2 separate regions of the Zea mays genome follow, and region 2 is linked to region 1. A link is a contact called in public Hi-C data. All regions are on one chromosome and are shown on one strand. Each heading gives the region's core, a stretch centred on a gene start, on an enhancer-like site or on the middle of the called end of the contact. The rest is flanking DNA. Distances are from core to core; before and after follow the strand shown. Region 1 has its middle 150 kb from the start of LOC100285091. Region 2 has its middle 14 kb from the start of LOC542184.

Evidence for each region. Hi-C and Micro-C count contacts between places; a contact is called where the count stands out from the background.
Region 2: a Hi-C map of tassel shows a contact between it and region 1, with 3 times the contacts expected there. The contact joins two enhancer-like sites. A contact is called at or near these places in 2 of 25 Hi-C or Micro-C datasets (ear and tassel).

Annotation. Positions count from the first base shown.
Region 1 is chr8:36,098,546-36,105,987 of Zm-B73-REFERENCE-NAM-5.0, forward strand. No RefSeq gene overlaps it. Among protein-coding and RNA genes, the nearest start is that of LOC100285091, 150 kb to the left of the region's middle. Within about 2 kb of position 3,371, at least 9 of the 20 cell types and tissues checked have an H3K27ac peak or open chromatin away from gene starts, as enhancers often do. A contact at or near this core is called in ear and tassel, where this site is marked.
Region 2 is chr8:36,534,998-36,542,439 of Zm-B73-REFERENCE-NAM-5.0, forward strand. No RefSeq gene overlaps it. Among protein-coding and RNA genes, the nearest start is that of LOC542184, 14 kb to the left of the region's middle. Within about 2 kb of position 3,509, at least 17 of the 20 cell types and tissues checked have an H3K27ac peak or open chromatin away from gene starts, as enhancers often do. A contact at or near this core is called in ear and tassel, where this site is marked.

The DNA.
Region 1 (7,442 bases), core at 2,121-4,620:
CTTTCCTTGTTTCTTTTTCCTTCTTTCTTTCGGGTGGTACGCTTTTGGGGTTGGGAATTTTTGGGGAAGCATTCAACAGTAAAATAGTAGAATTTTGGTTAGACTCATGCGCTAGGGGGGGTTGGGGGTTGACGTGTGAACGAGTTGGGCCGTGGTTCTTGATCCGGCCCACTAGTTCCCCTAACCCTAGCCGCCCCTCCCTTAATCCCTTGGGATTTTTTTCAGCCACCCCCCTCCCCTTTCTCTTGTGCAGCCGCCCCCCCTCTCTCTAGGCTTGGAGGACGCCCCTCTCACTCCTCCACCCATTTGCAGCCGCCACCCCACCTCCCCCATCAAACCCTAGCCGCCCCCTCCTCAAGCCCTTCTCTCCAAGGTGCCATTCCTTTCCCGCTCGGATCTACGTCGCGTTGGTGCATGTCTCCAATTGGATTTTGGTGGAGGGAAGAAGGGCGGAAAGGGGGAGGATTCAAGGTGATTTTGAGATTTTATCTTGTTTAATTGTGTTGTAATCCAATTGATTATATGTTTACCTATCCGAATCGGTAGAGGTGCTGTCCTGAAATTTTGTGGGTGGGCGAACAACAGTAGTTCTTGGGATTTCTGGGAATTTTTCGTGGGTAATTAGTGGGGATCAGTGGGTGAATCATGTAGAGCTTTGTCATACCTTTCCAACGGGTACTTATGCGCTCGATTCGGAGTTATAATTTAGGAGATATCGTTGTTTCAATCCGGTTATGTTGCTGTCCAAAAAAACAGATTTTCAGGTGGGTGAACAGCAGTAGTATTAGCAGTTTCTGGGCATTTTTCGTGGGTAATTAGTGTTAACCAGTATGATAATAATGTAGGGCTTTGTCTTATCTTTCCAATGAGTACTTATGCGCTTGATTTGGAATTATATTTCAAAAGATATCGCTGTTTGAATCCGGGTATGTCGCTGTCCAAAAGACAAAAAAAAAACAGATTACAGGGTTCATCTTGTGGACTGTTTTGGGCTAATTAGATGTTGGAATTTAATTATAAATTGTGTACAAAACTTGTGGGGAATTTTATGTAGATGCCTCTGGAGTTTTTGTTTGTTACCACTGCTGTCATAATTTTAAAGTTATGAAATTATTAAGCAGCCCCGCTGCAGTTTGGTGGGTGTGGGGAGAGATGTAACCCGCGGCGGGGTTTGAGTTTGTGCGTAGGTGCAGCGTCGCTCATGAGCCTGATTATGTGAAATTGGTGCACTAAGTTGTGTGTCAAAAACAGATGGTGGACTTCCGGATCGTACTTAGGGATTTGCCTGAACTTCCGGTAAAGGCAAGTAAATACAGTGGTGGTTGCTACCGTTTGGTTTGCATCCTATTCCCTGTCATTGAGTATGCATAAGTTTAATTATGTTAATCATTGAATTCTATGATGAAGTTTATTTGTTTGGAAGTATTAATTCTCAATTGTCTAATATTGTGGATGATCATAATTTGTTAATGATATATGTGGTTGATTCCCATCTTGGATGAAGTTGAAGTATCTTTTTGAATCACGTTATATGAAGTGTTGTAGGCATGACATGCACATCGCATCATCCATCTTGCATTGTGAAGTTATGTCGTGATCTTATGGTCCGACCGTACCGGTACATTTTTAGCATCGTACGTTGCCCGAGGAGGGGTACGATGCGGCTTCATATCCTTAGAGGTATGAAGGCAGAAGTCATTCTTGCATTTGCAGACATTTGCACTCATGAGGTATATATATATGAAGTGTGACATTACTATGTTACTATTGTGGTTTCTACCTGCGAGGTGTGGTGACTAGGTGTGTTGTACGTTGTATACGTGCTGCACCTTCGTAATAAGAAGGTTGTGGAATCAAGTGGTGGTAAAACAATGTTCTTATGTGGTTAAACAGTTTGATATTATTTTACTTGCTGAGATGTGTCATCTCACTCTTGCATTACTCAATGCAGGTACTTGATACATGTTGGGAATGAGGGGAGTAGCAGCACGTCCACTTTCACTCTCACAATAGCGCTGCCGAGGTGCAGCCATGATTTAATTAGAAATTTATTATCAAAGGAAGTTTGTTTTTTAACTAGTCGTGTGCACTAGTTAATTTAGTTCATGTCGTATGTTTAACTTCTCTTTGCTAGCCGATTAATAGTACTTAGTATGTTTTTGTCATGATATATGTTTATACACTGTTGCCCCCTCGTCTATGCAATTTTGCAAAGGGGATGCTGCCGAAATTTTATATATAGATGGCAGAAGTGTTGTTTAGTAGCATTCTGGGTGTTTGTGGACCCTCGGGGTGTTACAAATGTACCGGCATCTCACTAGTAAAATACGGTTACACAGAAAACGTTTGAGTCAATCTAATCCGCATAGGAGAACGCGATACGTGCAGTACGGTATTGGATAAATAACTCACAAAGGCTGTCCATCCTCCCAAAACCAGGAGGTAAATTTGAAGAATGTTCATGGTGCCGCGGCGCCATCCTTCCCGCCAATATTTGTTCGAGGAGTGTGCGCGCCTGACAGCATGGTCAGCCGTGTGTTTGACCCTGACGGAGCACGTTGGTCGCCTCGTAACTCGGCGCAGAGGCGGGCCTTGCCCTCGCGTGGCGTGCACGTGCATACTACCACATGACAGATGACACGAGAGCTGCTTCAGTGCAGCTGGTCGCCAGCCAGCCTGTGAGCTCATCAGAATGCGTTTGATGGATCACCTGTAGCTTAAATAATGGACAAGATAGATTCGTGTTACTAGCAAAGCAAATGCCAAGGCGCATCAGTAAGCATTTGGCTGTCACGACGCTACGTACGCAAAATATATTACTGCTAGTACACTTGTAGGGCGTGTCGCTAACTAGACCTGTTCCATGGGGCCGTTGTACTGTACCTGTTCGTGCTGAGAAAGCCACATGCATGCGTAGCACCAAGGTCGTCGTCAGGCTCGGTAGGCTGGTGCAGCAACAGGGCGCCTCCTGCGGTCCTGCCTCTCTCTGCCTGCGATGCGAGTCGCAAAGGGAAAAAGCTTTGGCCCTTCCACAGAAACGGCCACGCCGCCCGCACTAACATTGCATGCGACGAGCTAGCCTACGACTAGCGGCAAAGCGGCACCGAAAGCGAAGCTCATTGTTGTGATTTGTGAACGCAGAGACAATGTGTGATCCGTATACCGTATTGTACGCTTATATAGCAGTACTAACATTGTAACACGCCTTTGATCACCTATTTCGCGGCATTGTACATAACCACCAGCAGAATAGCGATCTATAGATGTTCATGCATGTCGAGGTATGACAGCACGGTTTTAAGCCTGGTATGACTCAGAGTCTTATCCCGGTACGAAGGAGCGTGCTGGTCCGGCCAACAACGGCATACACGATGACTGCTCTGGAAACGAGCCGGGTAGGTGTGGCTCGCTCAGTGGTCGAGCTTGGCTCGGCTCGCCTCGCCTTGCCTACTCACCGACCTTTAAAAGGAGGCTCGGCTCGCGAGCTACACTTTAAAAACTAACATCATATTATATAGTTAATTAATGGTCTATAAACATAAAATAAATAATCATAACACGACATTACAAGTAATCTAAATTATAATTGTTATATACATACACCATTAAAGACTAAGAAACGAGTCAGATATCTATAAATTAACCAATATCCATCATTATTGTGTAGGTTGATTATTTTTGTGCAGCTCGTGAGCCGGCTCGCGAGCCCGAGCGGCTTCGCTCGGCTCGTTGCCTCAACGAGCTCGAAAACCTGGCTCACTCGCGACTCACGAGCTTCGAGCTTTTTTCCAGCCCTAGCTCTGCTAGACAGCAACGGCCAACGACTCTCTCCTATTGGCTCAGTCCCTCACCTTGTATATATATAACTGGTTGTCACGTCTATTCCACTCCTACCCAAAGTTTGGTAGAGTTCCGCTCCATGATTATCTAACTCAGAGACCTGATTCTGTAATAGAGTGATTTCGAGTGATTCTCTACCGGAAGTAAATCTATTTGACGAAAACCGTTTGACAAATAGGTTGTGAATTAATTCTTGAGGGATTAGAGAGTGAGGAGTAGGTTGGGAGCGGTGGAAAGCATATTTTTTGCTCGCACTTTCTAGTACAATATAATATAGAGACTAGATTCACTCCACTCCCACAACGGAGCAGTTTAGATTTTTATCGTTTAACTCGGCATAAGTGATTCTCGCTGGGAGCAGAGTCGTGAGAGCTCTCCTAAACACCCCCTAAATCACTTCCCCCAACAACTCTCTGCTCTCCTTGGTGTCGCCTCACACAGTGGACCTTAATTTGTTCAAATCCCTCACCTTCTATTCGATTTCAATGACCTTAATCTGTTCAATTTGAAGCTAAGGATGTCCACTCTCGAAAGTTTAATTTAGATATGGATGTTACCTTATGCTAAGACACTTGATTACATATAGGCGTATATTTTATATGTGCATTAATTCTCATTATATCTGAAAATCATTAGTACACGTTGCTCAGAAGATACTAGAGTTCCCGGAACTCTTCCAAGACTCCATTATTGTTCTATGTGTTCACTAGGTTCATGCCCGTGCGTTGCCGCGGGAGTGAAAAATTAGTATGAAACATATATACGAAACAACAAACATCACTTGGGTGGTAAGGTGGAACCTCGGCGTCAACCTCATCTGGGCGTCACGGGGAGACTCACCGCCGCTCGGCGACGCCATCGCTAGTGATGGTGCCTCGTGGTCGGGAACGACAGTGGATGCTGCGGGTCCAAATCCGGACCTGAGGCCGATGTCGGCGTTGCGGGGGTGGCAGTGAGGTGGAACCTCAGCGTCAGCTTCATCTAGGCGTCGTCGAGCTTGTGGACGAGTGTCTGGCGAGATGACACTCGATCGTGAGTTGTTGGCCGGTTAGGTTAGTGAGGAAAGCTCCCACCAATTATTGGAATCAATCGCCATTCAGCAGTGGTGGCTATGGGAGAAACCGATGCAACCTTATCTAGGCGGGCACCCTCCTTACGGGTGGAGTACCACGAGTCCACGACGTGAGAAGCGGGCGGTAGTCTGTTGTGGAGTGGGCGGGTGGGATGCAACAACTGACATGGCATGGAGGTTGCGGATGGCGTGAAGACGCGAAGGGTGCGGGAGGCGACATGGGTGTTGGTGAGCGTGTGCGGGCCTGGGGAGGGTGGAGTCATGGTCTGCTTGTGTACGGTAGGGGTGAGTTGGTGTGCGTTTTGGTGTGAGTGTGTGCATACATGAACATATACTACAACTGTACTTGTAAGTGAGAGGTAATAAAAAGCCATTGCGTTGCTTGGGAGACTTGTCGCCAACTATACACTGCTGGGGCTGGGGTTGTTTCTGCGCTTAAACTCAACTACCGCTTCTACGTGCATGTAGATGTTGCTAATTGTTGCCGGACTATCGAGCCACCAGGTGTACCAAACTGAAGCTAGTTGTGTTGGGCTTGGGCCTCCAATGCAAGGCCGCCATGCTTAGGCCTCGAGATCGGAATGACCAATAGAGGATGCGACGGGCTGCATATCTGCCAGTGGGGTCTGGGGAGGGTGAAGTCGTGGTAGTGCCATGGTCTACAGTATTGCCTTAATAGATAGTAGAGACTTGTTCCACACCATATTCTAGAGATTCATTCTCATTTGCATGCATGTAAAAATGATCAAAGTCTAAGAACTGTTGTATTTCCTATGGAACTTAAATTGTTCAAGTACTAGTAGGATATACCTTTGTTGACATTGTTTGCGACAGTAAAACATAAAAAATCAGATACAAAAAATATATGTCCATACCCCTATAATACTGACTCTTCTATGTTGTTACTGAATATTGTTTATATTACCAATTCTTATAACTTGAAAAAAATAGTTACTGACTGCCTATTATATACTGCTATAAAGTAGATTGTTACCCCATTCGAATGTATATTACTAACTGTTGATCGTTGTTACTGAATATTCGACGTTGTTACTAACTATGCTTGTAAAACAAATTAAAAAAAACTATATTCGACGTTGCTACTGAATGTTCAACTTTACTACTGAATATTCAACATTGATACTTACTATACTCATAAAACAAATCTAGGCACCAAAAAATCTATGACAAATATTACCGTTGTTCGACGTTATTATTGAATAGTCGAGGTTATTACTGACTATACACTACAGGGTTATCCTATAAATATCTGCTTACTGACTATTCACCATTATTACTGAATGATACACATATTACTGACTCGATAATATATTAACAGATAACCCTACAGAGAATGTTTCACTTAAAAAAATAGTATGCATAAATCTAGTACTAACTAGTACTCACCCTCTCCGCCCCTTTCCAATGTAAAAATGCTCTTTGAATAAACTGCATTAAAAATCAAAAACGATTTCAATGGGGGTGGAGGAAAACCATACCTGAAGCACCCTGCAGTATCCACGCCGCAGCAACAACTGTAGAACGAATTTCCGATCGGTACACACAAAGTGTGAAACCCTAGAAGCGATGAAAAAGGAGGCACGCAAATGCTATAACTGACTGCACAATGAAAAAGGAGGTACACAGTAATGAGGTGCTCTCCAACTGCTGTGAATAACACAACGCTTACATTGTCGAACATGCTAAAGGAAAGGATAAAGGATTTGGGTTTGGTTTGTTGCTGATAATGAATATAGAAGGCCTTGAAGATAGGGTGTTGGTGGCATATCTACTTTCAAGTGTACATGATAATCCTTTGCACATTGAAGTTGGTGGCCACTTGTTGCCGATAACAGCTCAAGTTGTCCACCTCATCTCTGGTTTGCCAAGGGGTAATCCAAAATTCCTCGAGCTTGGCTACTACGAGATGACCAGTGCCAAAAGCAGATTCAGTTCAAAAAGTAAATAAAACACTATTTATGTTTGCACATTGTTTTCGATATATCATAATAATGTATCATTCAAAATATCCATTTAAAAGGACATATTGCGAGTCAAAAGGCATGGCTGATATATTTAGAGCCGACCGTTCAAAGGGCATGTCTTCTTTCAAGAGGCTGAGCACGAAGAAGTCCTCCAGTGGGTTGTTTAAGGGAGGACCAATGACCATCAGAAATATGATGATGACTAGATTTTATAGTACTTTTGCTGCTTGTAAACAACTCACTTCTTTTTCCTATAGCGATTCTTAATATCTCCAGAGAGGATTATGCCCCCATTGAAGACATGAACCTATCAAAGGAATATGAATGGTGTCAGGCCATATGTGACGATTTGAAGTCCAAGGCAGAAAAGTTCAGGACTACCCGATTAGGAAAATCGTCGACATCCACTATCTAAGGATGCATTCTTTTCGTGTTGATCATATTTTTTATGTTTTACTATTGTTTTTTGTTTGTATCATTTTTTACTCTTATGGTGTCAAATAAGTTTTTTCGATGGCGATCATGAGTGTTCAAAATATTTTATC
Region 2 (7,442 bases), core at 2,259-4,758, 440 kb after region 1:
TAGGATTAAGTGATAAATAAATTTCTTGCTGTTTTCATGACATAACAGAGGCTCTAGGTGATAGAGAATTAAATTACAAAATTTTAGGAACTGGAATGGACTAATTTGGAGTTAGTATGAATTTTCTATGAATTTACAAAGTTCTAGTAATTATTTTCATATTAAATATTCACTTTCTAATTCATTTATACACTTTATCCTGCCACTGGACTAGGCCTCAATTAATGTGAAACGCAGGGGGCTCGGGGTAAGTATCCGCAGACACAGGGAACAGGGCCCCTGGACGGCGGGTTGTTTTCTATAAACTACAGGGTTTCTTATGCAAAAGGCTTCAGCCGAAGGGGTATCTTGTGATCACGGCCGTTCGATTTCCAACCGAGGGTCACGATTAGATCACTACCACCGTGAACCGGTATACAATCCCCACCCCACGATCTGGAATGGGCGACTCTGATTTTATATCGTCTGATCTCGCGCAAGCCACACGATCAAGATCCGAGGGCCATCCTACCATCTAATCTACATCGTCCAACGGAAAATCAATGGCACACAGCCATCCTCCACCCCTCGACCACCCAGAGCACGGCGCCGCCTCCCCATGACTACGGCGGATCCTCGCCGGAGTGCGGCGAACTCCATGCCCGGTCGACCAAAACCCAATCCCAATATCGCTACAAAATCTCGCTGACGCGACAATGCTGAATAGGGACTCACCGCGGGCATGGATTGCGACCAACGAGCGGTCCACGACGGGATGCGGCTCCGCGGCGGAGCACTGGCAACGGCGCGAAATCGCCGGTTCACCGGTCCCTGAACCCGTACGAGGACACCACGGACACCCTTCAAAGCTCCCGGCGAAGCCCACGGATCAAACCCGGTGGTGTGCAGAGAGCGCTTTAGCAATTTCCCCCCGACGGCGGCGGAGCTCGGTTTCCTCCGCCCCCTCGGCTATGGTGTAGGTCGGCACTGGGTATGAGTTGTGGTCAGGTCACGACGCGCACAGCAACGGTCTTATGCTCCCCCAATCGGCGGTAACAACCACCCCGAAGCCATCGGGATTTCCAGCTGGTCCGCCGCGCAAGGTTGTTGGCGCAGTCCGCCATTTCCGCGAGCACGACACTTCTGACCCGTGGGTCCCACGAGCCAGGGAAAAGGAAGGGAAGGGAAGACGAGCGCGGAGGAAGAGCCTGCACGTGGGCCCGCGAACGCAGTGGCAGAGAAGTCCGAGCGCGCGCGAGAGCCCAGCGACAGACAGCCGGGCCCCAGGTGTCGGCGCCGGTAGGTTAGTTGGGCTGCGGTGGTGAGTGTGGTAATGGGCCAGATTGGTGGCAGCCAGCCCATTCAGGTATAGTATTCCTTTTCCTTTTTCTTTTATTTTCTCCTTTCTCCATTCTTTCACAAATTCAAATTTAAATACTAATTTAAATTCAAACTTGTGACTAGTTCATTTTCAAACCATATTTGTGCAATTAAAAGTATTAGGTTTGAGAATATTTATTCAAATATAGTATTCATGTTTTCATATTCCTTCTCTTTTCTAGATTCAAGAATTTCTTTTAGGATTTAATTTTCCCTTTTTGGTCTTTAATATTTTCTTGTTACAAAATGCACACAAAAATAAAATATTCAACATGATGCATGAATTTAGTAGCACGTCTTTTTATTAATTGTTCTTGGACATGGTGTTCACATAGGATGATGCATGAAGATCAAAACTCACATAAAGAGAAAATGTTTCTCTATTGGTATTATTTCTAGTAATTTACAAAGTGGGTGTTACAAACGCGCTGTAAAGTGTTGGTCGATGCATCTTAGCCGTTCGCTCTTCGCTGTTTCGTTGGAGCTTTGTAACTGGGCTTGTCATTTTTCCTACTACCTCTATCCTAAAATAGTCTATCCTAAAATAGTATTCGATAGTAGATTCATATAATATTTGATATTACCTACTACATCCATTCTAAAATAATATTCATTTTAGAGTGTTAATAGATTTATATAATATTTAATGTTTGTGTATTACGTATGTGTTTAGATTTATTGTTATTTATTTAAATATGGATAAAAAAAGAACAAGCTCAAACGAACGATAAAATGAGACATAGTACTATATAAGCTTTTTGGAAGATTTTACCACACTGAATTGGACATTCATATCCGTGCCATTGTTCCTTGCTTTTCCTAGAACAGAAAATACATGCGTTTCCCCCATCTTCAGGAGAAGACAACCCACGGTCGCCGGGCGGTCCAAGACTCCAAGTAGAGAGACATTTCAACCACAACATGCGTCTAGACTTTTCCGGAAACGGGTCATCGTTTGGGAGTGTTTTTTGGGTTGGATCAAGTTTTGGGTTAAAAATCACGTTCTGTATCTAATCCGTAGATTATTGCGGGTCAAAACTATAATACATACACATTTGTCCGATTAATCGAGTCTGATCATATCAGGATTTTTTTGGACAGGTCATAAAAGAAAGCTCCATTTCACCTCTCAATTCACAGCTTCTATTGTATCGGTCAAAATTGGACACATGACCTTATAACTGTTTGGTTCAATGGTTTTTCTTTTTTTTCTTCTTCTAAGTTTATTTTACCTACATATTTAAAAATAATAGTAAATCATAGATAAATACAAAATAAAAATCTAACATTATTAAAATCTATACACAGAACATATGAATATATGATACAGTATGTTACAATAAAAAAATAGTTCTAGCATTAGTTCTATGTTTTCTATAATTAATTTATAGCTACAATTTCTATCCAATTGTGATACTTTTTTGATAATCTAAATTTTAAACACATTCCAACATGTATTACTGAGTTATAGATTTATCTATATTTATGCTTGTTAAATAGTTTTAAACCGTACACATGTAAACATAGAACATATATGTTCTGTATGTAATGCTACTATTGTACAAATTATGAACACTGAACATGACCATATTGTTATAGAGAACATTGCACATAGAACACATATTTTCTACCTTTACAAACTTCTAACTATTTAACAAGTATAAATATAGAAAAAAAATCTATGACTTAATAATACAAGATCCAATAAATATGATCTTTTTACTATAACTTAAGAATACAATGATTATCCTGCAAAAAATATATCATCCCAATTGGACCATGGAAACTACAGTTGTGAATTAATTATAGGAAAAAACATAGATCTAAAAATATAACAAAAACTTTGTACTGAAACATATCATATCTTATATTTACTGATTTGGCTGAAACAAACATATAAACGAAGCAGTTGGTCACATGTGTCGTTATTAAAGATAAGGGAAGGGCTATGTCCGGTTTTAAAGTTAAGAGACAAAGACTAGTTCTTATGATTGTTGAGGGAGTAATAAACTTTTCACTGTCCAGCTGTCCTACACGCGCTAGAACAGGAACACACGTTTCGCTCGCGCACTTGTTGCTTGGACAGGCCAAGCCGCCAAGGCGCGTCAGGCGTTTCCCGTGGGCCGCCGGAGATTCGTGGGTCAGCCGCTGGTTTTTGGGCTGGCGGCGCACACAGAATCACAAATGGACCGGCATCCACCCACCTACCTCCGTGTCAGCCGATAAGACCAAGAACAAGAAGGAAATGCGAACTTGGTATCTTCTGCACGCAACCCTACCCTTCCGGAAATATTTGCAGTTCACACAGGGACTTACAGATACTCCTACTGGTACGCAATTCACAGCAGCTTCACCAAAACGGTTAGGACTTTTTTGGTTAGCTCTCAATCCATCTGGATTGAATAAAATTTGATGGGTTCAAATTTCAAACAAGTCAAAATTCTTGTTAATTTTTTCTAACCTTATCTAATCCATAGGTAACAGGATTAACTGAACAAGACCTTAAAGAGCTAAAACCCGGCGCCCATCGATAACCAGTTTATCGCGACCGGACAAAATCGAAACCGCTCAGTTTTTTAATTCGAAAACCCGATAAATCCGATTAATCGGAATATCATATTCTGGTCTGATAAACCGGCGACATAGAAATATAATCCGAGCCATATATATTTTTACAAATAAAGCATATTGAGATCCCATAATTTAAACAAAAGATGACCCTGAACATTATCACAAATCCAATAACAACATTTAGCAGTTCAAATAACATTTTTTCATAGTTTTTGAATTCAAACGACTCAAAATCGATTAATCGGCCGATAAGACCGATTTATCGGTCACCAATTTGATAAATTGGTAGCAGTGCGCGAGAAATCAAACCTCTTGTTTTTTAGCAAATAAATCATATTTAGATCGGTCTAAATGTTATCACAAGTCTAATAACAACATTTAGCGGTTCAAAATACATTGTATGACACTGTTCCATGGTTCAAATATATTACATGTCACTGTTTCATAGTTCATAAATACCATCTAAGATACAGTACACCATCCGGTGAGGACCATTCCCACGGGTGTGCATTCCACTGATTATGTGATGTAATCTTTCCAAGTCTGACTGGTCAACGTAAAAGTCGTACTCCACGACTCCACCAACATTTAGTAGTACTCAGGGTCCTGCCATTCATATTTTGAAATTTGGTTTTAGCAGTTAGGTTGATGACAATGAATTTAAGAACCAATGTTTTATTAGGTCTTAGTATTACTGTTTAATATTCACAAATAAAACTATGAATATCTAGGGCACCCGAAGGGCGCCTAATATTCTAGTGATCTATTATTGTAAGTATTATTAGCCCATATTGCATGTAAAAGTGATAATTTGAAAAGATTTATGATGAAAAGGAGAAAAAAATCCCCTAAACCCTAGCTCCTACTCGGTTGCCGGCTAATCAGTCATATACATCGATTTATCAGCTTTGGTGAGCGGCTAATCGGTAATACTAGCCGATATATTGTTTTTCTTTTTTTGTATTTTTCCGAAACTTCCATGATTTTTAGTTTGAAATCCGTTGCGTATTTTGAAATTTTGTTTTAGCAAAAAGTCTTCAAATAATCCATAGTATTTATAAAAAATTGGCATCAAAAGTTTTCAAAATTTATATTTTTCAAATTCAAAATCCAAAACTGGGGTATTGGCCTTACCGACCGGCGCCGATAACCGGTTAGTCGACCGGTTAGCCGAATTAGGCGACCGGTTTGTGGACCCTTGATTCACAGACCTGGATAGTTACACAGTTACAAACTTGCCCGAAGGCTATCTTTGGTGGATCGTGTAAAATAGGACACATGACATTGTAGATGATACTTTAACACTGTTTGCATAATGAAGTTTGAAATCGAGAATAAGATAGGGATGTGATAGAGGATCTACGAGAGATGTCCTAAGGGCTAGTTTGGCACAAAATGTTCTAAAATACTTTGGACATATTCAGCTGCTTAGTTTTTGCAGTAGGTATGCTGATGACGTGGCTGATAGTGGAAGACAATAAATACGGTAGCTACAGTGATGATTATAGCTACAACGTGTCGATAACATCACCGGTATTTTGATATCATGGATAGTGGTCGTCCAATATTTATACGAGATTAATTATAATCTAGGTATGCCCGTGCGTTACGACGGGAGTAAAAAATTTGTATGAAACATAGATACAGAACGACAACATCACTATAATATGCAAAATCTGTGTGGCAAACATTATCAATATCATAAAACAACTCCATGTACTCCTAATATTGGCCTTGAGCGAGTCGTGAATGTGTCTCCCGCCCGAGGTTGGCCTCGGGCGAGTCATGAATGTGTCTCCCGCCGGGATTGGCCTCGGGCGAGTCATGACTGCGTCTCCGCCTGAGGTTGACCTCGGACGAGTCGTGACTAGATCTCCCACCCAAGGTTAGCCTCGGGCAAGTCGTGATTGTATCTCCTGCCTGGGGTTGGCCTCGGGAGTCGTGACTGCATCTCCCGCCACGTGAGTCATGACTGCATCTCCTACCCGGGTGTCGGTGTTTGGACTGTGGGTCCTTAACCAACCAGTAAATGTGCCGCGTGGCCGGCTCTAGATGGTGTGCGACATGACACAAGCGATTATCCTGGTTCGGGCAACTCGTGGCCCTACTTCCAGCAGAGGGGATGAGGCTTATATTACTGGCACCTTGGTGCCTATAGTAGGTGTTTACAAGCACAGTGAGAGAGGGGAAGTCCCCAAGTCCCTAGAGATGATTGAGGCAAGTGCCAATATCTAAGACAAAGTGAGAAAACAAGAACTCGACTACGTGTGTCCCTTTGCGTAGATGTTGATCCTCCTTCTTTCGTGGAGGGTCCCCTACCCTATTTATACGCCCAGAGGAGCGCCCTTGGTGAGGCCGGGTCTTGTATTTTGAAGGAGAGATGCCCTGACACCTGACGTGACGGCGGACCGTGCAGTAGATTCGTGTGTGCTGACTTCCCGTAGAGAGCCGAAGCTAAGGGGTCGTCCGTACGCCCGAGTTCCCGAGGGAGAGGCCGCCCACGCCGTAGTGGTTGTAACAGCGCCGGGATATGGGCCAAGGGTCGTTTACGGGGTACGTCATCGTCCTGGCACGTGATGTGTCGAGATTCTATTCAACTTTCATTAAGATAAGAGCCTTTGTTTAGTTGATGCAGAAGTCTTCCCAAGGCGCTAGCCGAGCCATCTCTCGACGTGCGCTACAGTAGGGCAGAGTGGTTGTCTGTGGGATTCGTGGCGTAGTCACTGGCCGAGGCCGAGCTCGGGCGAGGCGGAGAGCTTGTCTAAGGGCTGAGCTTGGGTTGAGCGAGGCGGAGCGCTCGAAGACTCGTCTTCTCGGCTTGTCGTATTTAGGCGTCCCATCGGAGGGTGCCAAGTGGCGTGCGCACACTATTTGGCATAGGCGTAATCATGCCGCTACGCTTAGACGTGATCGCTATCTTATCCACCATTGTGCTCCACTGCCACGGTGCAGTTTGGCACACACATTAAATGCACCAGTCCCCTACCTATTTTCGAGCGTCCTTGTCCTATCTGCACAAGGCTGGCTCAGGCGAGACGGACTAGGCTGAGGCGACCTCGGGCGAGACGAAGTGAGTGATGTCGTCTTCGGGTGAGGTGGAGCTCCGCTTGAGGTGGGAGATGCTCGGGGGGTGTCTCGGCTTTTATAGGTGGCCCGGATGTCGCCCCTTGGGGTTTAGTCCTTATCTCTCTGAGTGCGTTTGTTAGGGGGTAATTTGGGTGTTCCTAATTATCGCACCCAACAGTAGCCCCTGAGCCTTCCAAGGAAGTACTTTTGGTACTTATTTGGAGGCTCTCCTACTTGCCCGCGAGCATGCTGCTTTTTGAGAGATAGGACGTGCTCGTTATTCGATGGGTGCGCATGAGCACACTCGTCGGGTGTAGCCCCCGAGGCCCCGAAGGAGTGGTTGACTCCTTCGGGGGCTTTTGTTCTTTGGTAGGTTCCATTTGATCTTTGGTCAGACCGTGGGAGCCTTTTTATGTGGTTTATGAGGGCAGCCCCCGAGCCTTTGC